Linked DNA regions of Mus musculus: regions 1 and 3 are each linked to region 2. The links are chromatin contacts, called in public Hi-C and HiChIP or PLAC-seq maps. All regions are on one chromosome and are shown on one strand. The core of a region is the stretch at or near the end of the contact, and the rest is flanking DNA. Distances in the headings are between cores, read along the strand shown. Region 1 has its middle 100 kb from the start of Abcb5. Region 2 overlaps Gm39562 (a long non-coding RNA gene). Region 3 has its middle 120 kb from the start of Itgb8.

Region 1 (4,858 bases), core at 1,216-3,715, 240 kb before region 2:
ATTTTTATGTGTTCTCCACATCTTGCTTTTTCTGTTTCTCTTTAACTTTTTCTTGCTATTATTGTTTTCTTTTTTTTAAAAAAAAACTTTTTATTGATTCTTTGTGAATTTCACACCATGTACCCCAATCCCACTAATCTCCCTGTCCCTTTGTATCTGCCCTTGTAACTGCCTCACCCCCAAAGAAAGTAAAATAAGATAGAATAAAAATATCTTGTCGTGGAAGCTGTACAGTGTCACAGCGTGTCACATCTTTACTTGCAAATGTTATAGCAATGAGTCATTGGTCTGTTTTGAGGTTTCTGTCTTCTCCTACACTATCTGTACTACTGGATCCTTACTGGAACTCCTCTCTGATACCCTGCTGTTTCCCTGTCATGGAGATCCTACAGCTTTGGATCTTTAGGACAGTCCCTTTCATGAACCCTAGCAGGTCATAGATGGGGTACATGTTGGAGAGGGCTATTTCAAAGCCATGGATCTGGGCCTGGGAGGTAGCTGAGTTGGTCAGCCCACCCATTCTCCTTTACTCATACCACCAGAGCAAACACTCCTGGGCTGCTCCAGCTATCACAGCTGGCAAGGGGCAAGATCACCTCTTTTGCTCTCATGTCCTCTGGCCATCTCACCAACATCCCTACCACCAGGGTCAGCTCTACTGAGCTGCCCAGGCAAAGTGCAGGGCCCACTCAGGAGAAGTGCAGGCCCACTCTCCTGAGTATGGAGGCCAGTAAAGGGCAGGGCCAGCTCAGCACCATGCCTCAGATGGCAGACCATACTAGGGATACCTTCGTGGCCTTTGGCGGTAACACAGGCCAGGGACATCAACACAGACCTGGCTGCCATAGGGCCATGAACCCAGACATACCCCTCAGCAGAAGCATGGGCCTAGATGTCTCAGGTGGCAGTGCAGACTAATCAGATCAGCATGTTGTCCCAATGCAACACAGATCTCAGATATCCATACAGTCTCCAGAGGCAGCCAAGACCACAGATATCTCTTGGCCTTTAGTGTTAACTGCGGCTTCACTTTCTGTTCCATCTTGCTGCCCCGGTACTCCATTTTCCCATCTCTTCACCATACATTCATCTGTTGTTCATTGTAGAAATACACCCAAGCACCTGCCCAGGTGCTTCCCGCTATTATTGTTTTTAACTCTAATGATTTTGTTTCCCCATCAGAAAATTTAAAACTTTGGCCGGCAAAATGGACCAGTGAGTGTGAGCACTTTCCCCCATAAGCATGACGATCAATCTAAGTTTGATCCTCAGAGCCAACTGTGGAAGAAGAAAATCAGCTCCACAAAGTCATCCTCGACCTCCACATGTGCACTGTGGAACAAAATCCCCCTATCTCCTAATAGTAAATGAAACAAGATAATAAATTAAAAAACAAACCAAACAAGTTTTAAAGCCTTTTGGGTAATTTTACTGTTTTTTGAAATTACAATTTGAGTTTTGAAATCATAGTTGCTCTTCTTCGTCGTCATAATTATGCATTTCAAAATTTCTGGAAAAATTTTAGGCTTTATCTCCTGTAGATGTACTTTACATGAGTTCCTACTCTGGTTGCTCATGTGCTGACCTAATCTATCTCTTATTTTTCACAGAATTCTTTTTGTGAAATGTATTGAGGATAATTCTTCAGGTTTATCCTCTGTTTAGTATTTTTTTCCCCACAGGTTTTAATTTTCCTCTCAGTTACCTGGATATGTCAATTAAACTCTATTAATTATATTCTCTACTAGCTATTTTTTAGGAAACAGGTCAGGAAATTCAGATAGTGTGGTAAGAATTTTTATAAGGATTTTTCAAATTGCACATGAGGTTGATGTGGCGGTTATAAATACTCAGGACAGAGAGTTTGTTGTCTCACTGCAAACCTAGGCCCTCCTATCCTCTTGGGTGGCCAGGCTGGACACAGGCAAGATTCTTTGCAGTCTCTCTGTGGGCCTCAGACATCGCTACTTCTTTACTTTTCTGTGATTGGTAAAGAATTCTATGACCCTTCTGACTTTGACTAGTCACTGAGCATCATCACCTGTCTATCTTTGTTTGCTGTTGTTACAGGAAGCTCAGGTGTCCTGGACTGGGCAGAAACAATACGTAAGAATAGAAACAGAAACAAAATAAAACTCCTCCTGGTCAAGAGAATAGAATCTTTGGCCTGAGTGAAGATGTACCATTCAGCTAGACAAGGTCAACCTCCTGGCCAAGGGACTACCCTAGAATGGCAGCTTCACCTTAAACATGCTCAGGAGATAGGAAGAATAGTTTTCCCTTTAATAAGATACTGTACTCTTCCCAGAGTCTCGCCCTAATGCTGTAGTTTGCAGACCGCAGCCACACAGCTTCATAAGTCACCATAATTTCCTGAATTATTCAGAAAAGCATAGCTTCTCCTTTTTGACTTTCTCTCTCCTTTAAGCATACTTATCCCTCAACATTCTGGATTACCAGCATTTCAGGCTTCCTTCTTCTTTCTCCAGAGCTTCTCTCCCTGCCACGTGGCCATTTGTCTGCTCTGTGTCTACCTCTGTGCCAGTCTAAATGGCAGCTCTTTTTTGTTTGTTTGTTTTCTCCTACATTTCCCTTTCTGCAGTTGCTCGGTTTTACAGCTTTCCTGCCCAGAGAGGGTTTCTAGTAAATGTTAATGAAATCATCCTTGAGTTTTGTTTTTTTTTTTTGTTTTTTTTTGTTTTGTTTTGTTTTGTTTTTTTTTTTTTTTAGTTCATTCATAAATACTTTCAATAATAAGAGTAAGAGCCCCAGAAAGTGACCGCCATCTCTCTCCTACATCAAATACGCCTTTAGCACTTGGGTTACCTACCATATTATGGTCCAACCAGGTATAGGTTCCACAAATCCAGTTCTAGTTTCTCTTGTTTTTAAAATTCAGCCTTAAAAAGTATCATTATACATTGTGATTTGTTTCATATCCCAGTTTTGACTGTAGGGCAAATCTGGCTATCTGGTGCTGATAGAAAAGTTTGGAACTAATGTCCCAGTTTAATATGCTACTTCCTGTGCAAGTCATTACTCCTTACTGATTTGTGTTTCCTTGGTGGGTGGTTCTGTTGAAAACTGACGTCATTACACCCTCCCTGCAATGACTCAGCTAGTCAGAGGTTAAAGAGAGAATTATCTTCCTTCTGCTTGCAGCTTAGCTTTTAAAAGAAATAATTTCATCTCTTGACTAGAACAAAAAAAATCTATTTATAAATTTTACAAGCAGAGTCATTAGCTATGATAGGATTTTATTTCTTTTTTAAAAAAACTGTTTAAAATTTCATTTATACTTGTTTATGCCATGATATCATATAAATTTTAATATTTGATGTTTATCTCTGTTTATAGTTTATATATTTTTATAACATTGTCAACATTTGTCTGGGGACTTTATCAGACCTCCCTTATCTGACAAGGCAATTCTCAAGATTCTACTCTGTCCCTGGGGCCACTGAATCCACACAAGCATTTAACAAGTGGTGGCAAGACTAAATGCTTCACAGAGTCCCAGCTTTGCCTTGAACAAAGGTTAGGAGTTTCTTCAGTTAATTATTACCCTTTGTTTTAGTGCTGACTTTTATCAAATTCAATTGAGTTAACTTTTCTGTGGCAAAAATTAGCAACTTGGTTTGCCTGGAGTGTGGGTCACACTTAGGAGGGTTTGGCTTGATGGTAACAGAGTTAAGCTATAACTACGTGGGTATTTTCATGATTTCATCCAAAGTACAAAAGATTACTTGAGATTACACAGTTCTGTGATCTGTGGGCCTGAATATGTTGGTATCCTAGAAACGCTGTGTAAGATGTGAGATGAAGGATCCCTCTGGACACAAGAATCTTGTAACAGTAACATGAGGCTCAAGTACAAACTTTAGTTTGCATCAGTGTCTTTGTCTAAGTTATGTTTTTTGTACATAGTCTATTGAATGAACAGTTCTGAACACAGGAGACCAAGTTTCATGGAAGAGACACTGATTTGGGTTCTGTAGGGGAAGACAGAGTTTCAGTAAACTACCCCAGCTACGTGGTGACAAATTACATTCCTACTCACAGTACTTGAATAGTTCTTTTGATTAACTTTTACTTTGTGTACTTGTGTTTATGGCCATGATGGTTATGCTGGTTATGCCAACTTATATAAACCTATAAATATCTGGGAAGAAGGGATCTCCACTGAGCAATGCTGCTGTCAGAATGTCATATAAGCAGCACTCCTCCATAGCTTCTGCTTCAGTTCCTGCCTTTAGATTCCTGACTTGAGTTCCTACATTGGCTTCTCCTGATGGCTTGTGACCCCAGAGATACGTCAGCCAAATAAACTTCCTCATCCTCAAGTTGCTTTTGGTCAAGGCATTTTGTCATAGAAATTGAAATCCTAATTAAGATAGCGATTTACCTTAGAGTATAGCACTTAACAATGCAGCCACAAAGACTTTGTAAGTAAATTATCCTTAGCTTGAAATATTTTCTCAGTTGTATACACTCCAGACGTTCATCCCAAACAGAATAGGTGTCTTCATTATTAATGAATACATGGTGGAGTCATGAAAAGCAAGACACCTATCTCTGTCCTTACCTTCTCTAGCTTTCCTTTTCCCTTCTTTGTAGAGACTGAACATTCCAGAACCTATCACTGAGAAGGACTGCAATTAGGATTGTATCTAAGCTGGGACTTGTAGTTCTACTTGGGAGGTTAGGGTAGGCAGATCACAAGTTCAAAACTTGTTTGGGTTACAGAATGAGTTAGAGGCCAGCCCAGACAATTTAGTAAGATCCTACTTCAAAATAGAAAGTAAAACTGGGCTGGGCATGCACTTCAGTTATCAAGTGATTGCCTAACATGTATGAG
Region 2 (4,313 bases), core at 1,781-4,280:
TCACAGACACACCATCCTGTATGTTGATGAGCTGTATCTGCCAATCAGATTTATTTATTTATTTATTTATTTATTTATTTATTGATTGGTTTTTCGAGACAGGGTTTCTTTGTATAGCCCGGGCTGTCCTGGAACTCACTTTGTAGAGCAGGCTTACCTCGAACTCAGAAATCCACCTACCTCTGCCTCCCGAGTGCTGGGATTAAAGGCGTGTGCCACCACGCCCAGCTCGCCAATCAGTTTTAATATAATTTGGGCAGACAGGTAGACAATCTCATTTCTTCCCTTGAAGTTTGAAATCAAGTCTGAAAAATTTTGAGTGGACATACTTTAGACATACAGGGCATTAATAATAATATAGAGTGAGCTTGGTAGTAATGAATATGCATAAGTAGAGCATGATGACAAAGGTACAGACTGAGCATACTCATAAGAACAAAACAAAGAACAAAATAGGAAAGGCAGTTTTGAAAAATAGTTATCTTTTCTTCAATGTTTATAGGGCCAATCCACAAAGAGACCAACTGTATCTTATTTTGTGTGATGAATTTTGAGAAACTTTAATATTATTTAATCAATTTTCTTTCTTTTTTGGTCAGTTTGGTAAGGAGCAGTGACTTAGATTACCTGCTTCCAGTTATCCCATCATCTGCTAAGGGCTCTTGACTTGATCAGGTGACAAAGGCAACTAATATATAATTAAATAAAGCCAAACACTTAAAAAATACAAAGTTGAATAAATTTTATAAGGTTAATGTCAAAGAGGCAGTCTTATTTAAAAAGGAAATCTATGTAATTTGCACTACTAACAAAAATGATCTATGCAATTAAACAATCTATAACTCATAGTCTCCCTTTCTCTCTTATGGTCCTTCAATTTTACTAACATCAAATAATTCAATTATGAAGATGTGAGGATTATATTTCAATTATATATACTGTTAAAGTTAATTAGAAAATTAAATATTTTGAGACATACAAATTATGGGGATTTTCTAGAAATCTTGCAAAGTAAAAATTTTCCCTCTTAAAGCAAATATAAGAATACCTGGAGAAAATTTTACACCAATATTCATGAATCCTGACTGTATTGCTCACAATCAAAGTATGTGCAAAACCACCAACAGCACTTCACGTTCACTATTAATGAGTTTGCCTCATGATTTGACTTTGTCCCTTTCCTGGAATAAATTAGCTTCATTCTTTGGGTTTTCCCTAAGATTCCACCACCCTGTGTTTAAACATCTTTTGCTTTAAAAAAAAATTCTTGGCTATTTTTGAACAAAGATGTTTATTTATAAGAATAAGTCTTAGAGCATGCATATTAATAAGTACAGTGTAACAGCTTTGTTCCTGTGCCAAGGTTGCATACAGAAGATCATATCTGGGTTTTAGTTCTCAGTTCAGCTAGGTCCTCTTGAGGACTTTAACTGTATAAAAGATTGAATTTAAGTTGGAATTGAAAAATGTAGGTAAGGGCATCTCTCTGCTTGCTCTCCAATATTTGTGTTGTATTTAATGAGAAGTCTTTTACGAGATGTGTTGGGATATACTGCTTTCTGTGGCTTTGTTTCCTGATAGATGAGATTGTCTGATTCTTCATCAATCTTGAATTCTCTTTCTAGGTATTAATTATAATCTGTATTTTCTTATTTTCTGAAAAAGAAGATAAATGACTTATAGTCGCAACAAAAATGTATGGATAAAAATGTTCTAAATGATTTTGTCAAGAATGGATGGATCAATCAAGTAATAATTATATTGCAAATGTCTTTTTTGGTGAAATCACAAAATGTTTCCTTTTAGTCAAGGTAGAATATGGACAATATAAAGTTACATGCAATTCTCATCAATATTGAGAATTATACTATTTTAATAAGCCAACCTCAATAATCAACCCATGAAATCCATATCTAGCTTCTGCACAAAGCTCTCAAAAAATCGTCAGAGCAATTTTTATAGGATGGCATTCTAGCAATTTAATAATTTGGCCTTGTATACCCATTAAGGGCTTAAAATACTGTAGAAAGAAAAACTTCATATGATACTTATTATCATTGGAAATATCAGAAGGAATATGACTTTGAAATAAACTCCAAAAAATTACATATTTGTTGAGGTGGCCAGTGTTCCTTTGCTTTATCATTTATCCAGATATGAGATTTACTTCTCAGTTTTTTGGCTTTTAATTTCCTTTGAACTTTGCATTGTGACTTGATTTTGACCAACAGATTGTACTTTCCAAGTCTTAGTACTGAAGGAGCCTAGCAACTTTTAATTTTTAGTTCTCTCTCTCTCTTTCTCTCTCTCTCTCTCTCTCTCTCTCTCTGTGTGTGTGTGTGTGTTTGTGTGTATGTGTGTGTATAGAACAGCATGACCAAGGAACCAATAAAAAGGTAATCTTTGAATTACAATGATTTTAATGTAATTCCTTATTACTGCTGCAGCATCAAGAGTACCAATTTGTGAAGATAACCCTAAAACATAATCAGCAGGAAGGGGGAAGCCCTACTTACAAAATGTTGAATAAGAACCCCATGATGCTGTTGCCTGGGTCTTTTTGAAACAGAAGAATTTACATGAATTAAGGGATAGAAGCCATGAAAGGAAGGTCTTATAGTTTCTTCAATCCTTAATTTCCTCATGAGGCACTTTCTAGATTTCCCCCAAATAGCAATGTTCTCAATTCTGCGTCCATCCCTGAAGGAAGCAATGAAGAAACTTGTGGGGCTCCCCAAGTAGGGAATGTAATCTGGGATCTCCAGCAGAAATGGGGACATCCATTTGGAGTTCACCCCCTTAGAAGGGCCTGTCCCTTCCTACCTGGGGAATGCCTACAGTGCCACTTTCCTGCTTCTAATTCGGTAGTGTTTGTGAGCATATTTTCTGTGCTGTTGACAAACTATTCAGGATTATCTAGGTCTGCTTTATGATTTCAGACGATAAAATGGACTTATTTTCAGTTTCTACCATATAGTTCTGCAAAATAGAGTGTCTAGCTCTGGTTTATATTCCAGTCTCCACTTCTTCAAAAAGCAAAGGCTCAGGAAAAAAAAAAAAAGAATTAAGTGTGTGTCCCAGTTGGGGCCAGGGCAGGAAAAGATCAAGAAGGCAAATGAACAAATTGACCTTAGAAACACTTTCAGATTTTGTCTGCTAGAACTTTCAGACTTGTCAAGTTATTATGAGCCTTTTTTGCCAAATCCTCTAGATATGAGTTTCAAATATTGCATTGCTTTAATGTCTGTTATTACTGAATTGTTTTGTGGCCTAATTATGAAAGTCTGGTTTCAGAAGCAATATGAAAGCAAACGTTCTTGGCATAATTGTGAAGCTTAGGTCTAAAAACAGAAGTGGAAACAAGCTGAATAACCCACCACAGAAACAAGTGAAACTACTACATACAATTTGACATAGCAAAAAGAAAAATAGTGGGATATATTTCACAATTCATTAGACACTGTTCATATAGCCAAAGTATTTCTGACCTAAGGTTAGTTGACTTTTTTGTTGTTGTTGTTCCAGCTTTCAGAATGAAAAGCTTTCTCACAATTCTAATATTGAATCCTGAAAACTGTCAAGTACTCTTACATTTATTGGCAGAATATCTGACCTATTCCTAAACATTTCTGTAAACGGAGTTATTCTAAATATAAAAATTCCCAATGTTTAATTATTGCATCGTGTTAAACTGTTTTGTATTTAAACTTCTAAGGTGCAAAGCAAAGTACCATTAGTATAAATAACAGTATAAGTAGCTTGTTGCTATATATTTGTAAGGCTAGACTCCTGGCACTGTGACTTTCAGCTTTAAACACTTTGATTTATGTTCTAAATAATGAATATAGCATTATAAGTTTTTAGTATAGCAGAATTTGGTGTTTCACTTTATATTTTTGAATCTGACCAAATAACTGATAATTTTATGAAATGTTTTAATTTAAATATAATTTCAACCTTATAGTATTGTATAACAATAGGGCAGCTATTTCTTTATATTTTGCTGCAGGTTTAATAAAACAATCAACATTAACAAATTGGAGATGAAGAGATATTTCAGAAGACAATGGTTCTACCTACTTTGCCTTATGACCTAGGTTTGATCCCTAGCTTCCACATGGTAAAGATAACTGATTACTTCAAGTTGTTCTCTTCCCTCCATATACGTGCCATGGCATGAACATGCGCGCGCGCACACACATACACACACACACACACACACACACACACACACACACAATATTAAAAGAAATTAAAATTAAAATTGTCAAATTTATCATTAAAGTGATATTCTTATCTATTTCAGATTTCAG
Region 3 (5,038 bases), core at 441-2,940, 200 kb before region 2:
AGTGTAGGAGTTGCTGCTTCATTTCTCTTCAAGGGACCATTCACACCAAGAAGGACTTCTGATCTTTTTTCAGTCCTTCTCTAGGAGTTGCATCTCATCTCCTTAACCTTCTCTCAGCACCCAGTTAGAATCGGTAATGAGATTTGAGAGGTGGTCACATGTGTTTTTTCAAAACTCATGATCTCCGGCATGTTTTCTCATTTTAGGTCACATTTCCTATATAAAGCATGATGGCTTGCATTGTGGCTTTTTTTTTTTAACTAAGGAATGAGCAACTGAGTGATTGTACCTGGATGTGCAGTAGCCTGGTTTCCAGGCCTGGTTTTGACCACCTTGTTACAGACTCACTCTTATGCATAAATGCTGTAATGTTGTGCTCCTATCAAAAGTCCTGTAGAAAACATCTCCATGAAATATGTTATCTATGTTTCCTGTGGGATTTGTGAGAATTTGTTTCCATTATATTATTCATTTTTAATACTGAGTAATGAAAATAATTTATTTTCATCCTGTTTTGGAATAACTTTGCTTTCATAGAGTAGCTTATTTTCTGTTCTGCAGTAGGCACTAGGGGATCTGCCAAAATCTATCACAGCCATCAGGACAAAACCACATACATAATGCCTGATGATCACTTGTAGTTGAAGCTCACTTCTACCTACTCCTATGTTCTGCTGAAACCAACGTGACCCAACACCATTCCATTTTCAGGAACATCCATGATGACAAATCTGAGTCTGGGATGAGAGAATACAGGTTTGTGTTATCCAATTAAAAAAAAAACTCGGCAAAGCCAATCCCTACTTTAGCTCCATCCACAGTGAAGCCGGTGTTTCCTGTTCTCATTGCCTCTCTCCTTTCTGACCATCTGGTTGGCCATGCCACCACAGGTGGTAAGCCCAAGAAATCTAATCAGGAAACACCCCCAACATGCACTCTGCTTATACACTTATTTCCTAGAGCATGTGATTTATGGCATGCTTCTACAAAAACGAAAACTGATTGATCATATCCCACTTTACTCTACCTGAAGCTAAGATCTCCACTGGATGAATTCCATTATTTTCTTTTTTTAATCCATAGATTTGGTATGTATTTCCTATTTGTATGTCTATCTGTTTGGGTGATCTTTCTTTACATTGTAATATAATCTTATTGACATATTCTTATTTTAATGTGTTTCAGCCTATTTGCAGAAAAAAAAAAGTCAGGATTCTAGTGAACAAAGAGAACAAATACATAGGAATACAGGATACATCACCAAACATGGAGACTTGATTACTTAGGGTATGCTAAAATTCTTTGTACTAAGAGGAGATAAATGTGCCCTAATACTAAGCATTTAAATCATTATTCTGCTGCACACGTGTGCACATGAAAAAGTGAGAGAGAGAAAGAGAGCAGTTCCTGCTGCTTAAGAAGAAATCCATACAGAAAAATGTTGTGAGAGTACCTGCCTTTTCCTTTGATTCAGCCCCTGACTAAGAACAAGCATGGAGAATAGCAAAGAGAGCTGGCTAATGGGAAATTCAGAAGGCAGATTGTCCATGCATTAGTCAGTCTTCTACACTATCCCTCTGTGAGACAGTGGTCTGTAAATTACGTTCGTGATGGTTTGCTTCTCAGCACTGCAAGCCATTTGTCTCCCGAGAAATGAAGCAGCATGCAGTGGTAAATTGCTCTGTGAAGTGGCTATGACTCTTCCTTTCAGTTCCTTATTTTTCAAACTTTTGTAACCAAAGTTACCAAGCACGGAAATAGCATGAAAATTAGATAAGAGGACATTTCAGTTGTTCAGTTCATTTACGTGAATATCATAGGTTATCATTTTTGGCAAGGAGAAAAGACTTTCGACATTACATTTTGGTTGGACTCAGGGAATTATGTGTTGTGCTCACATTTCTGATGAATTGCTCCTTGATTTCATATCAAAGACATTTACAATTTCAGAACTTATCTCATTTAGAATTTCATTTTAAAAAATGAAATCAGGAGCATAAGCTTTTTTGATAACACTGGCACAAATGCTAGGGTATCTTTTCCTGAAGTTAAAGTGTTTTTTGAGAACACTAAAGTCCTTGATAAGAAAACTCTCATATAGTTTCAGGCATATTTGACATGGTGCCTTTTTAAATCAGTGCAAAACTATTTCTGTGCAGGGCGGTGGTGGCACAGGCCTTTGATCCCATCACTTGGGAGGCAGAGGCAGGTATATTTTTGAGTAGATCAGCCTGGTCTACAGAGAGTTCCAGGACAGCAAGAGCTATACAGAGAAACCCTGTCTCAACCCCCCTTCCCCCCCCAAAACAAAACAAAAACAAAAAACAAAAATCCTACTTCTCACATTCAAGATCCATATATAACATTCAATGTAGGTTTCAGAAATTTTTAAAAAAATTTTTAATTATCATTTATCTATCTATCTATCTATCTATCTATCTATCTATCTATCTATCTATCTATCTATCTATCTTTTTATTTATTTATTTACAGTCCAGTAATTATCAACCTCTGGTCTGTCCTCCAACAATTCCTCAGCCCACTCTTCCTCCCTTGTCTCCAAGAGGATGTCCCCACCTACCTACTCCCCACCCATCCCACCCCACCAGACCTCCCTACTTCCTGGGGCCTTAAGTCTCTGGAGGGTTAGGTGTATCTTCTCTCACTGAGGCTAGACCAAGCAGTCCTCTGCTGTGTGTCAGGGACCTTTTTACCAGCTTATGTGTGCTGTCTGTCTGGTGGCTCAATATTGAGAGATATTAAAGACAGATCATTGTTAGTTCCCGTTGTGTCTCCTTTTGTAGTTGGCATTATGTGTGTGTGATTCTCTTCCTTTGGTTTTGTTGTGAGATAATTAATATTTTGTTTTATCTCTGGTGTAGGTATCCTTCTAGTATCTTCTGTAGGGCTGGATTGGTAGATGTAAGTTGTTTTTTTTTTTTTCTCTTGTCTTTTATTTATGTATTTATTTATTTATTTTTTTACACTCCATGTTTTATCTCCCTCCCTTCCATCCTGAAATTGATTCATATCACATACCTCCTCCTTACCTCCTGTCTCCACGAGGTTGTGCCCACCCCTAACCCCTACCCGACCAGACCTCTAAACTCCCTGGGCCCTCTAGTCTCTTGAGGCTTAGGTGCATCTTCTCTGACTGAACCCAGACCCAGCAGCCCTCTGATGTATATGTGTTCGAGGCCTCATATCAGCTAGTGTATGCTGCTTGGTTGGTGGTCCAGTGTTTGAGAGATCTTGGGGGTCCAGGTTAATTGAGATTGCTGATCCTTCTACAGGGTTTCCCTCCTCCCTTAGCTTCTCCCAGCCTTTCCCTCATTCAACCACAGGAGTCAGCAGCTTCTGTCCATTGGTTGGATGTAAATATCTGCATCTGATTCTTTCAGCTGTTTGTTGGGTCTTTCGGGGCAGTCATTATAGGTCCCATTTTGTGACTGCTCCATAGCTGCAGTAATAGTGTCAGGCCTTGGGACCTCCCCTTGAGCTGGATCCCACTTTGGGCCTGTCCCTGGACCTTCCTCTCATCAGGCTCCTCTCCATTCCCATCCCTGCAGTTCTTTCAGAAAGGAACAAATACGGGTCAGAGTTTTGACTGTAGGATGGCAACCACCTTCCTCACTTGATGCCCTGTCTTCCTGCTGGAAGTGGGCTCTATATGTTCCCTCTCCCTACTACCAAGCATTTCATCTAAGGTTCTTCCCTTTGAGTCCTCTCACCTCCCAAGTCTCTGGTGCATTCTGAAGGGCCCCCTTTTCTGCTGGCCCTCAGGGCTTCAGTCCTTTTCCCTCACCCAATACCAGATCAGGTTCCTATTCCCCCTTCCACTTTCCCTCCAAGGTCTCTCCCTCCCCACTTGTGATTGCTTTCTTCTCCCTCCTAAATGGGACTAAGGAGTTCTCACTTGGGCTCTTCAGCTTGTTGACCTTTTTGAGTTGTGTAGACTGTATCTTGGGTATTCTGTATTTCTCTCTCTCTCTCTCTCTCTCTCTCTCTCCCTCTCTCTCTCTCTCCCTCTCTCTCCCTCTGACTAATATGCACTTATTAGTGAGTACATACCATGCATGTCCTATTGGGTCTGAGTTACCTCACTCAGGATCAGGATGATATGTACTAGTTCCATCCATTTGCCTGCAAAACTCAGGATATCCTCATTCTTAATAGCTGAATAGTATTCCATTGCATAAATGAACTACATTTTCTGTATTCATTCTTATGTTGTGGGGCATCTGGGTTGTTTCCAGCTTCTGTCTGTCATAAATAAGGCTGCTATGAACATATTGGAGCATGTGCCCCTATGGCATGGTGGGGCATCTTTTGGGTATATTCCCAAGAATGGTACTGCTTGGTCTTCAGGTAGATCTATTTCCAATTTTCTGAGGAACCTTCAGATTGATTTTCAGAGTGGTTGTACCAGTTTGCAATTCCACCAGCAATGGAGGAGTGAGTGTTCTTCTTTCTCCATATCCTTGCCAACATGTGTTGTTACCTAAAGTTTTAATCTTAGTCATTCTGATTGGTTAAAAGTGGAATCTCAGGGTCATTTTGATTTTCATTTCTCTGATAACTAAGGACTTTGAACATTTCTTTAGGTGCTTCTCAGCCATTCGAGATTTTTCAGTTTTGAATTATCAGTGTGGTTCTATACCCCATTTTTGATTGGGTTGTTTGTTTGGTTGGTTTTTTTGTGGGCTTTTTGAATTCTTTATATATATTTGATATAAGCCCTCTATCAGATGTGGGGTTAGTGAAGATTTTTTTCCCAATATGTTAGTTGCCAATTTCTCTTACTGACTATGTCCTTTGCCTTACAGAAGTTTTCAAGATTCATGAGGTCACATTTATCAATTCTTGATCTTAAAACATAAGCTATTGGAGTTCTGTTTAGGAAATTTGCCCCTGTGCCAATGAGTTCAAGGCTCTTTCCTACCTCCTCTTCTTTTAGAGTCAATGTATCTTGTTTTATGTTGAGGTCCTTGTTCCACTTGGACTTGAACTTTGATGACAAATATGGGTCTATTTTCAT

Evidence for each region. A called contact is a pair of places that touch in the nucleus more often than the background predicts. HiChIP or PLAC-seq counts read pairs in DNA pulled down with a chosen protein or histone mark.
Region 1: a contact with region 2 is called in a Hi-C map of bone marrow-derived macrophages, with 17 read pairs. The contact joins two enhancer-like sites. A contact is called at or near these places in 2 of 484 Hi-C or Micro-C datasets (bone marrow-derived macrophages and uterus) and 1 of 9 other capture datasets (adipose tissue).
Region 3: an H3K4me3 HiChIP or PLAC-seq map of bone marrow-derived macrophages shows a contact between it and region 2, with 5 times the contacts expected there. The contact joins two enhancer-like sites. A contact is called at or near these places in 1 of 115 datasets of contacts at active chromatin or transcription factors (bone marrow-derived macrophages) and 2 of 9 other capture datasets (adipose tissue and liver).

Annotation. Positions count from the first base shown.
Region 1 is chr12:119,067,561-119,072,418 of GRCm38.p6, forward strand. No RefSeq gene overlaps it. Among named protein-coding and RNA genes, the nearest start is that of Abcb5, 100 kb to the left of the region's middle. Within about 2 kb of position 2,466, at least 24 of the 459 cell types and tissues checked have an H3K27ac peak or open chromatin away from gene starts, as enhancers often do. A contact at or near this core is called in bone marrow-derived macrophages, where this site is marked.
Region 2 is chr12:119,310,216-119,314,528 of GRCm38.p6, forward strand. It overlaps Gm39562 (a long non-coding RNA gene), which reads left to right. Exons shown (of 4, transcript XR_873092.2): 2 at 4,010-4,120; 3 at 4,307-4,313. Among named protein-coding and RNA genes, the nearest start is that of Gm46331, 14 kb to the right of the region's middle. Within about 2 kb of position 3,031, at least 11 of the 459 cell types and tissues checked have an H3K27ac peak or open chromatin away from gene starts, as enhancers often do. A contact at or near this core is called in bone marrow-derived macrophages, where this site is marked.
Region 3 is chr12:119,112,306-119,117,343 of GRCm38.p6, forward strand. No RefSeq gene overlaps it. Among named protein-coding and RNA genes, the nearest start is that of Itgb8, 120 kb to the right of the region's middle. Within about 2 kb of position 1,691, at least 46 of the 459 cell types and tissues checked have an H3K27ac peak or open chromatin away from gene starts, as enhancers often do. A contact at or near this core is called in bone marrow-derived macrophages, where this site is marked.